Linked DNA regions of Zea mays: region 1 is linked to region 2. Evidence: chromatin contacts called from public Hi-C data. All regions are on one chromosome and are shown on one strand. The core of a region is the stretch at or near the end of the contact, and the rest is flanking DNA. Distances in the headings are between cores, read along the strand shown.

Region 1 (4,894 bases), core at 443-2,942, 86 kb before region 2:
GCATAGGTTTTATCTCTCCAAACTGTGTTTGATGATGATCCACCTTGAGTTCGAGGGGAGGTGTTGGATGGCTATGCATGTGTCCTTATCGCGTTCGTCCTCATATATAGAATCCTTGTTGTATAGGGGGTCTCTATCCTGTATCGCTGTATATATTCGGGCCTAGTGCCCCCATATTATAATAGCTCTTTTCATTTAAGATGATCCCTTGAGAAAATAGGGTATCCTAGGAATTGACAGTTTGTGAGATAAAGTAAATGACGCATATAATCCTCTTTTAATTGTAGAGAGAGATTGGGATTACCATATTTGAGTTGGTTATAGGCATTAATGCTGCCTTTTTAAACTAGAATGTTTTTGTATGTGTGGGTGGAGGCGGTGGTATTTCACCTATAATCTCTTATAATTTTGGACAAATTATGAATGCTTGATGCCTTATATTTCAGGATAGAGACAGGAATATATTTTATAAATATTTCTAGAGAAATTTTTTAAAAAAGATTGACCTAGGACAAACTTAGACTTATATTTGTGATTGGAGGAATTTAGTACTTCAATATCTACACTAATCTTACATAGTTCATTCATAAATAGTAACTCTTAGTATCCTTTCAGGATGAGTTGTTTTTAGCAACAGGTGCCAGTTTACCGTAAGCATATGACAGTGGTCTGATGGAAGCTACTCATAGGGCAGGAATTGGAAAGGATAACATAAATTCAGTATCTTCTAATGCATGGATACAATGATCTGAAACAAAATGGCCAGGAAATAACTTAAATGAGAGAAACTAATTGAAATCATGATTGCTACTGCACCATGCAATGTTTTCCTGACCTGCCTTGTATTGCAGGCGTTGGACCGGGCGAAGTCTGATGCTGAGAAGTTGAAGAAGTTGGTACACGGTGGATCTTTCAAAAGACTGGTTTGTACTCCTTGCAAAATAGCTGTCGTTTTCTCATATACTATCTTATCGACCATTGATTCATACCATCCTCGCAGAGCCTGAAGAACGAGGGGGACTCGCGTTTCTGAAGGGAATTGGCAAATGTTGTTGTTTTCCATTTGGCTAATGACTTCTGTTGTGGGAAGCTTACTTCCGTTCAGTTTTGGGAGCGAAGGCTCGGAACCGGTTAAATCCATGCCATTGAATTTTAATGTAAATTCGCGTTGCTTTTACATATTTACTAGCCTGAAATCTCTCGGCGTATCAGTTCCATGACACATCGCCTTTGCAACCGGAGAGCCTGCTGCCTGCATCTTGGTGCAAGTAGTTTGTTTTTGCCATGAGATGTCTGAGTCTGATCTTTTTTGGCATTAATAAATGTGTTGTTCTTGGATCACATGATGTAGTAGGGAGTTGAGGCTTGGTTGAATCACATGACCACTCACGGTCACGGTACAGCATCGGCTGAGTTATGTCGAGCAGCCGCATTCATTTTTTTATAAGCTTGATGGTGTATTGTTTTATAAGCTTCGGCTGAGTTACGCTCGAACCACGGTCCTCCCGCTGCCAATCCATGGCATTGTTTATGTTTTATACTGGATAGATATTTTAAATATTAGGTTACATACAAGATAGAGATTATAGCTATATATATATCAATCATTTTTTTTAAAAATATATATAATCACTATAGACCGTGAAGGTGGTATGGTTATTTTGCCGGGCCATGGTATTGTTAAATGGGCCATGTCTCGGATCAATCTGTTAGACATGACTTATTTAGCCATATATAATACAATGCCTTATTTCTCACTATCTCTGATTTCACGAGCATAGAAGAAAAATGATAAAAAAACCTCATCTCATCTCACCACATCCGGTTTAGATCGTGTTTAGATAAATATCATATTTAAATAAAGTCTATCTATATAGAAACCATATCAGACCACTAACTAATATATAAGAGACCTATATGATAGGTAAAAACAACACGTGCACTAACTAATAACTACTACCCCGTTCACAAATATATGATACCGTTGATTTTTTTTTAAAAAACTTTAACCACTCGTCTCATTCAAAATATTTTTTTAAAAATATAAAATTTTAAGTCAAACACAAACTGCCTTAAGTGATAAAAAATCACAAAAAATAAATTATAACTCTTTTTTGAATAAAACGAGTGGTCAATTTTTTTAGAAAAAGTCAACGATTTAATATATTTATAAACGGATGGAATATATGAGAGATCAATATAGGACTTTAATGTGTGAGCACAGATCAAAACTGCGATTACCAATATGTGGACGTAGCCAACACATCTCTACTACTCTATAAGAACCTAACGTAGACCATGGTGCACGGTTCTGCCCATAGCCCCACCACCAGCACTCCCACGCGCATCTCCCCTCTAACTCTGCCTCCTAGGGCCTGTTTGTTTACCCCCCAGATTATATAATCTGGATTAAATAATCCTCAGAGGCAAACAAACAATCTAGCTTATTTGCCCAGATTATATAATCTAACCCCTTGGATTATGATAATCCATAAGCAAGTGAGGAGGTGCTTATTTCAGATTATTTTTTTCCCACTTCCCCACTACCCTTTCAAGTTTCCTAGAAATTACCCACCATTGCCATTATAATCTACCAAATCGTTTTTGCGCCTATCGGATCGGAGAAGCCCGCCGCCCAACAGAAACACGCCAGATAAACTGGGTAAACAAACAGGACTACTCAGATTATATAATCCAAATTATATAATCTAGATTATATAATCCTCCAAAAATAATCCAGATTATATAATCCATTGGGGTAAACAAACAGGCCCCTAGGCCCCCCTCTCCTAGGGCACGTCTCTCGACCTCCAGCTTAGACCCTCAACCCAGTTCCCGTGCACGCGTTCCCAACCCCAGCCCATGCGTCGGCACCGCTCCCCTCAGCGCTGCTCCCCTCGCCTCGGCAACCCTCCCCCATGGCCCCATCGGCGCTGCTCCCCCCTGCATTAACAACATCTAGTCAGTGGTTGTCTAGATCTGAGGCCTCCAAATGTGGATCCAGTCATACCTTCTCCAGATCTGTTGTCCTCTCACCTAGGTGGGCTTCGTCTTGCCACTAGTCTCCTCCTCGGGCTCGTCGGTGCAGCCGCGGTGGGCGCGACTTGCGGCGTGCAGAAGAAGCGGAGGCTCGGCTGGTGTTGGTACTAGAGGAGGAGGAGGCGAGTTCTTAAAAGATGATGGAGGGGAGATAGACTAGGACCACCAACATCTGCACGAGGTGGTGAATGGGTTCCCTAGGAGCTTCTCCATCGGCTGGCGTTTCAGCTCCCGCAAGTCGCACTCGGAAGTGGATTTCATTTACCCTTTCTCCTCAGGGTGGCCCTCGATCTAGAGACAACGTCTATCTCCAGCGAGAGCGATACCGTTGAGGCGCCTATCCGCTCCGGACACAACGTCCGCAGTGATGGGCAACCTCCAGGGCCTGAACGGTGCCACCGTAGGCTTCTCGGTGGCCGGCAGCACGGAGGAGGCGACTGAAGAGGAGGACATGCGGGACTGCGAGGGATGCGCTCGCCGATGGCCAAAGTCGGGGCTGAGGCGCTGAGCTGGGGCTGTGCACGGCCGAGAAGATGGAGGCGAGGCGAGTCACTCCATCACGCTGTGCATATCACCAAGGCGTGGCCTCCCAATCTCGGTAACCACCATCCCCTCCTATTCAACGTGAACTCGCCTCAATCAGATCGCTTACGCTGATCAGTGAATTAAAATCTTGGAGATAGGCTGGACGAGGTAGCTATATTCCTATATGTCACATGCATTACTCTTTGCTAGGCTTTGGTTTTGGATGTCCAGGATAATGTAAGTGCAAAATAACCCAGGCCATAAACCGAGTCAATTGTGATGTGGAGAACTGAAGAAGTTGTCTGCATGCACGGATTGAGGCCAAGCCATTCTTTGTTTGCGAATTGCAAGGAGAAACAGGTCAATGCTGCTCGATGTCAATTGCGGTTGGCGCATGCATGTATCTTTCCTACAGGTCTACAGTTGCATGCAATGCAAACTGGGCGTCTGTAGAGCATTAGGTATGCATGTAGAAGGAAAGTTCTAATGCGATGGTGGTAATGTGATGCATGGTCAAGGAGAGTAAGGTTTAGTTGTTCGTTTCAGAGAATAAAAGTACCAGTAGCTGGAGGTTCATCCCTCCTGGGCAGGCAACGAGCTAACTAGATATGCACCCGACTTGGGTTAGTAAGTTTTAATTATTACCTTAACACAACATGATAGCACACATGATGATATTGTATAGTATTTTGGCAACAATGGTCTATTTAAACTCCACAGATTTATTAGAACTTGAGCTAGCACCTGTATGAGTCAAGGTAAGACCAATTTAATTAATTGGACAAGCCGACAAGCTAGCACTCTCCTGGAGCATAATCTAAATTGTGTACACCCTTGTTCAAACAATTAATATAGCTGACTGGTTTTTTAAATATTATCATTTAATAGAGCTTAGACTTTTCAACGAAGGTTATGGATTTGGCAGCAGGGGAACTCCTGGAGATTGTGCCTCTTGGAAAAGGCTTCTTTCTTGCCAACTATCCTATTTCAATTTTGGATTGACCATTATCATTCGCGTTCCTTTGTCCTCCATCTTTTACCTCTTGTAGTTACACAAGAACAACTTGATTGTGCTAAAGAGGCAATCAAATCTGTAGTTCTGATGAACTTGGAATCAAGGGTACATTATTCTTGCTCCTGATATAATGCTAAGCTGGGTTGTTGATTTTTTTGATCACTCCATTTCTAGATAGTAGTAGTTCTGATTAAAAGTGAGTTATTCCATAGTGTTTTGAGTCTAAAATAACTTATGTGAAACTTATGTGTAATAAATATAAATATTTAGTTTCTTTAATAAACATGTGTTACATATCACTTCTGCCATAGTTAC
Region 2 (4,490 bases), core at 275-2,774:
GGATGACAACCTGCTCCCAGTCCTCGTGGAGGTAGAAGAGACCAGATGCTATACCTATACCTTTGATGATGTGGAATCTTTGAGCCCAGCATAGATTGGTGTTGCCATGATCTTGAGTATGCAAATAGCAGTCAAGGCTTCCATTTGGCATGTAGTCGTAGACCAAAAGAAGATGTTGCTTATGGCTGCAATACCCAATCAGCTGCACCAGATTGCGGTGGCGAAGATGACCGAGGATGGTGATCTCGGCCATGAATTCCCTCATCCCTTGCCTTGACTCCGGCGACACTCGCTTAATAGCAGCTATCTGCTTAGAGATAGGCATCACTCCTTTGTACACACTCCCAAAGCCTCCTCTACCAAGAAGCATCTTGTCCTTGAATCCATGAGTGGCGGCCAACAATTCTTTGTAGGTGAAAGATGGAGGCCCATACTCCCTCTGCCAGTCTAGTTCAGCTCTTTCTTGTGATCGCCTCTTCATGTGGACCTTAACAAGAACAGCAGAAACAAGTACGAAAATTGCAACGATCGGTAAGAGAATTTTGCATATCAGAACCTTGTAGCTGCCTGGGTGATCGCTAGTTGGAACTTGTTGTGCGAGTTCTTGGATAGTCTTGACAGATAAGGCGGAGTAGTTGAGTGATGCAGCTTCTCCGTTGAGCTTGAAGCTCCAGCCAAGAACGTAATGCTTGCAGTTAAGTGTGCCAGTCGCGGAGGAAAACCCAGCGTATACTGTTGCGGTTGGCAAAATAGAGGAAAGATTGAATATAGTCGAGAGCAGTGGCCTGCTGGGTTTGGTGGACGACATGAAGTAAGGTGCTATTGTGACATTCAACATGATATGGTTGCTGTCATAGTCCACCCACACCTGCATCGGTTTTCTACTTATAAGTTTCAGCGGATGAAACTCTCCATTGGAGGTGTAGTAGCCTGCAGTGTGTGAGGCAACGGAGGACAGGCTATTGATGTCGATCCCAATGTGGTTGTCGTTGATGTCATTGAACTGGGTGCTCTGTATGGTATCAAGCTCGATTGCAAGAAGATGATTTGATGAGTTACCATCATTCCATGAATTGAGAAGGCCTAGGTACTGGCTAGGCAAGGCAGTAAACAAATCATTGGTGGAAGAAAGCACAAAGGCAAGACCATGGCCACTCAAATCATCATATGGGCCGATGATGGCAAAGACAAAGGTTGTAGAGAAGGACAGAACGGCGGAGCTATTTGGGACGGCGGCACTTGTGAAATCGAGAGGGAAAGCATAGAAAGCGTGACCTCTCAATTCCTTCTGCCCGCTAGTGAGGCTCAAGAGGCCATTGGTGACAGAAGCAGCATCCATGGTTATTAGATCGTTGCCAGAGAAACCATCGAAGATGAACTCACCTGATCTATCATAAGCAGAGGCAGACAGCAGCAGAGGCACGAGGATGAGGAGGAGATACTGTAAAAAGCAAGGTTGATGCATGTTCATCACATCAGCTAGACAGACGAGGCCTGGTCTTCTCTGCAATATCGATGGATCGAGTCGAGTCACAGGAAGCTATTCAGCTAAATTAATAAAGAGTACTCTCTGGTGGTGAATTTTAATTCATAGGATTGTGTCGTTCTCTGCTCAACCGAGTGTAGGGCCCGAAGACTTGCACCAGGTCAAGCAAGTTTGCTGTATCGCCATCAGGATCTTTTAACAGTCGATGGTTGGAACGGACCGGCATCAGGTCAAGCTTTGCTATCGCAGCTAGGACCAGCAGACTGGTGTTTTCCAAGTGTAGTCAAAGTGCACAACGTGTAGGCGGGGCAGTGAAGGTTAGGAATTCCAGCCTAGCCCACCAGGCACCAGACAATTAAGGCATCACAGCACAAATTAGTGTAATGATTATTGTTTTAAGTCCACACAAATTACCTTACAGTTTCTCTACTGCAAGGTTCATGGGTTCACCATATATTCATATATGTACACTCTGTAGTGTTAGAATTGATTCCGTCAGTTGGCCCAACGGCTAACTATGACCTCGCATCCTAATCGGGGGTGTCCAGTCCAAGACGAGGTTAGTGGGTTCCTGTTACGTAGTCTATAAATAGAGTGGTGAGGGTTGATGGCTCGACACGAGGTTACGTCTCAATTCCCCATCTCAACCCTAGACCAATCTATAGGGAGGCTGATAGCAACGAGAAGCTCACCACTGACATCGAGCTCGCTTCTTTAACCATTGCTGCCCTAGCGCAGATCTGAACCGACAAACGTGACAGTGTCAAATATAAATAGAGGTCCGATCTATGTTTTTGATTAATTGATCTAGAGGTTAGGGTTCTTGGGGAAATCCAAAAGTTCTATCATGTATGAGACATGAAACGGTTTCATCAGCAATGTAGTACGGCTCTTAGCCTCTTACTCGTAGCCAGATGACGACGGATCACCACAGTTTTCTTAGCACCTAGTTCTTTTTAGAAAAATGTTATCCGACTAGCAGCAATGTTATTTTTTGTATTTTAGCCCTTTATCAGATTTAAAATCACGTTTAGACCTAAAAAAATTTTAAACTCAATTTTGGACCCTTAGCTCGGCGCCATAGCCTGTGGCGCCGAGCTAACACAGCTCGGCGCCACAGCCTATGGCGCCGAGCTATGACGTGGCAGCAACGGCTACTTGCGCCTAGGGCTTACCTGGCTCCGACGTGGTGGCGGCGCGGCCTCGTAGCTCGGCGCCACAGATCTTGGCGCCGAGCTACGAATTCCTATAAAAACGCCCGCGCGGCTGGCCGAGAGCAGCTCATTTCATCCCATTTCCAAACTTCGTCAAAATTTGCTGGATTCAAAGATTTGAGTTGGTTCACTTCGTAGACCAAGGTATGATGTCCAACTGATTCGTTTTGTATATTGGGTTGTTAGTTTAATAATTTGTATACACCTATTATATTATCATTTTGATTATTAGTTTGTGTAAACTTATTATAAAGCATAATAGGTACAAGTGATAATTATAATCGTTTATTAGATAAAAGACATGTACCGAGAGGCGTTGTGGCAGAAGAGAGGTCGTCCTCGGGAGTTATATCCGGACGTATCTAGTAAGGATGCTCCTGTTCCTCCTGAACTCCTCGTGCCTAACTGTGACTGTGGCAGACTGGCTTGGGTACATCTGTAGGAAACGGGTGACGCCTAAGAGGGGGGGTGAATTAGGACTCCTAAAACTTTTACTAAACTAGGCCACAAATAAATCCCTAGAGCAAAACCTATGCAAATAATCAAAACTAGAATGTGCAAACTCGATTTTGTCTCAGTGTTGCTATCTCTACCGCAAAGGCTAAGTTTCAATCTACACTAAATAAGTATGACAATAAGATTGAAACTTAAATGCTTAATATAAATGCGGAATGTAAAGAGCTAAGTAGAGAAGCAAACTCTCGTGGAAGACGCCGGTATTTTTACCGAGGTATCCGGAACCACGCAAGGTTCCGACTAATCCTCGTTGGTGCCCCTACGCAAAGGGAAGCCCACGCGAGGGCCAAGCACCACGGTCAAGTAACTCCGTAGAGAGCCACGGGCCTTCTCCACGCGCAAGTGGTGCTCCGCTTCCGGCTCCTCTCGGACGCTCCCTGCCGTCTCCACTATCGAGCTTCCGGCCGAAACGCCGCGGGCCTCGTTCCCTCCGGTACACGGTGGCGGCCGTGACACAAACGCGGTTGTCACGGTCTCGCAAGACTCTCGCCCCACTCGGTACAATTACAACGACTCACGCAAGAGCCGAGGGGTTGTGTGGTTTTACAAAACTCACTCAACTAACTAGGGTTCACCTAGAGCAAGCGCTAAAGCGGTCTAACTAACCTAAGCACTTCGCAAAGCACCTACGCTAATCACCGAGTGATTCTATTAAGCACTTGGGTGTTTGAGCTCTTGGAAATATGCACTATGTGTCTTGGTATGTTGCTTGGGCTCTCACACTTGAGAATGGCCGGTTGGGGGTGTATTTATAGCCCCCAACACAATTGTAGCCGTTGGAGAAAAGTTGCTGCTCTCTGCGGCACACCGAACAGTCCGGTGTGCACCGGACAGTCCGGTGGTGCACCGGACAGCGCACTGTAGCCTGTCCGGTGCGCCTAGCCGTTGCCTGTCCGACTCCTGTCAGAGCAGGTGACCGTTGGCGCCGCAGGCTCCGGGTGCCACCTGGAACTAGCCGTTGGGCTGCAGTTCCCAGGTGCACCGAACAGTCTGGTGTGTGGGCACCGGACAGTCCGGTGTGCCACCGGACAGTCCGGTGCTCCACGCACAGACAGTCCGCAGGCAGCACACGCCTCCTTTCTTGAACTTTTCTTGATCTTCTTAATGTCTTCTTTTGAGGTGTTGCTTTCCTCAATTCCTTAGTCCAAGTAGTTCTTGCATCCTGTGAACTACAAACATAAACACTAGGAAACTTGTTAGTCCACAGATTGTGTTAATCATCAAACACCAAAACTTACTTAGCCAAATGGCCCGGGGTCCATTTTCCTTACAAT

Evidence for each region. A called contact is a pair of places that touch in the nucleus more often than the background predicts.
Region 1: a contact with region 2 is called in a Hi-C map of leaf, with 3 times the contacts expected there. The contact joins the enhancer-like site here to the promoter of LOC103648246 in region 2. A contact is called at or near these places in 2 of 25 Hi-C or Micro-C datasets (ear and leaf).

Annotation. Positions count from the first base shown.
Region 1 is chr2:239,323,224-239,328,117 of Zm-B73-REFERENCE-NAM-5.0, reverse strand. LOC100282664 reads left to right here. Exons shown (of 10, transcript NR_178051.1): 9 at 852-923; 10 at 1,001-1,494. Among protein-coding and RNA genes, the nearest start is that of LOC100282664, 12 kb to the left of the region's middle. Within about 2 kb of position 1,692, at least 10 of the 20 cell types and tissues checked have an H3K27ac peak or open chromatin away from gene starts, as enhancers often do. A contact at or near this core is called in ear and leaf, where this site is marked.
Region 2 is chr2:239,236,969-239,241,458 of Zm-B73-REFERENCE-NAM-5.0, reverse strand. LOC103648246 (L-type lectin-domain containing receptor kinase SIT2) reads right to left here and starts at 1,524. Exons shown (of 1, transcript XM_008672733.2): 1 at 1-1,524. The coding sequence starts at 1,471.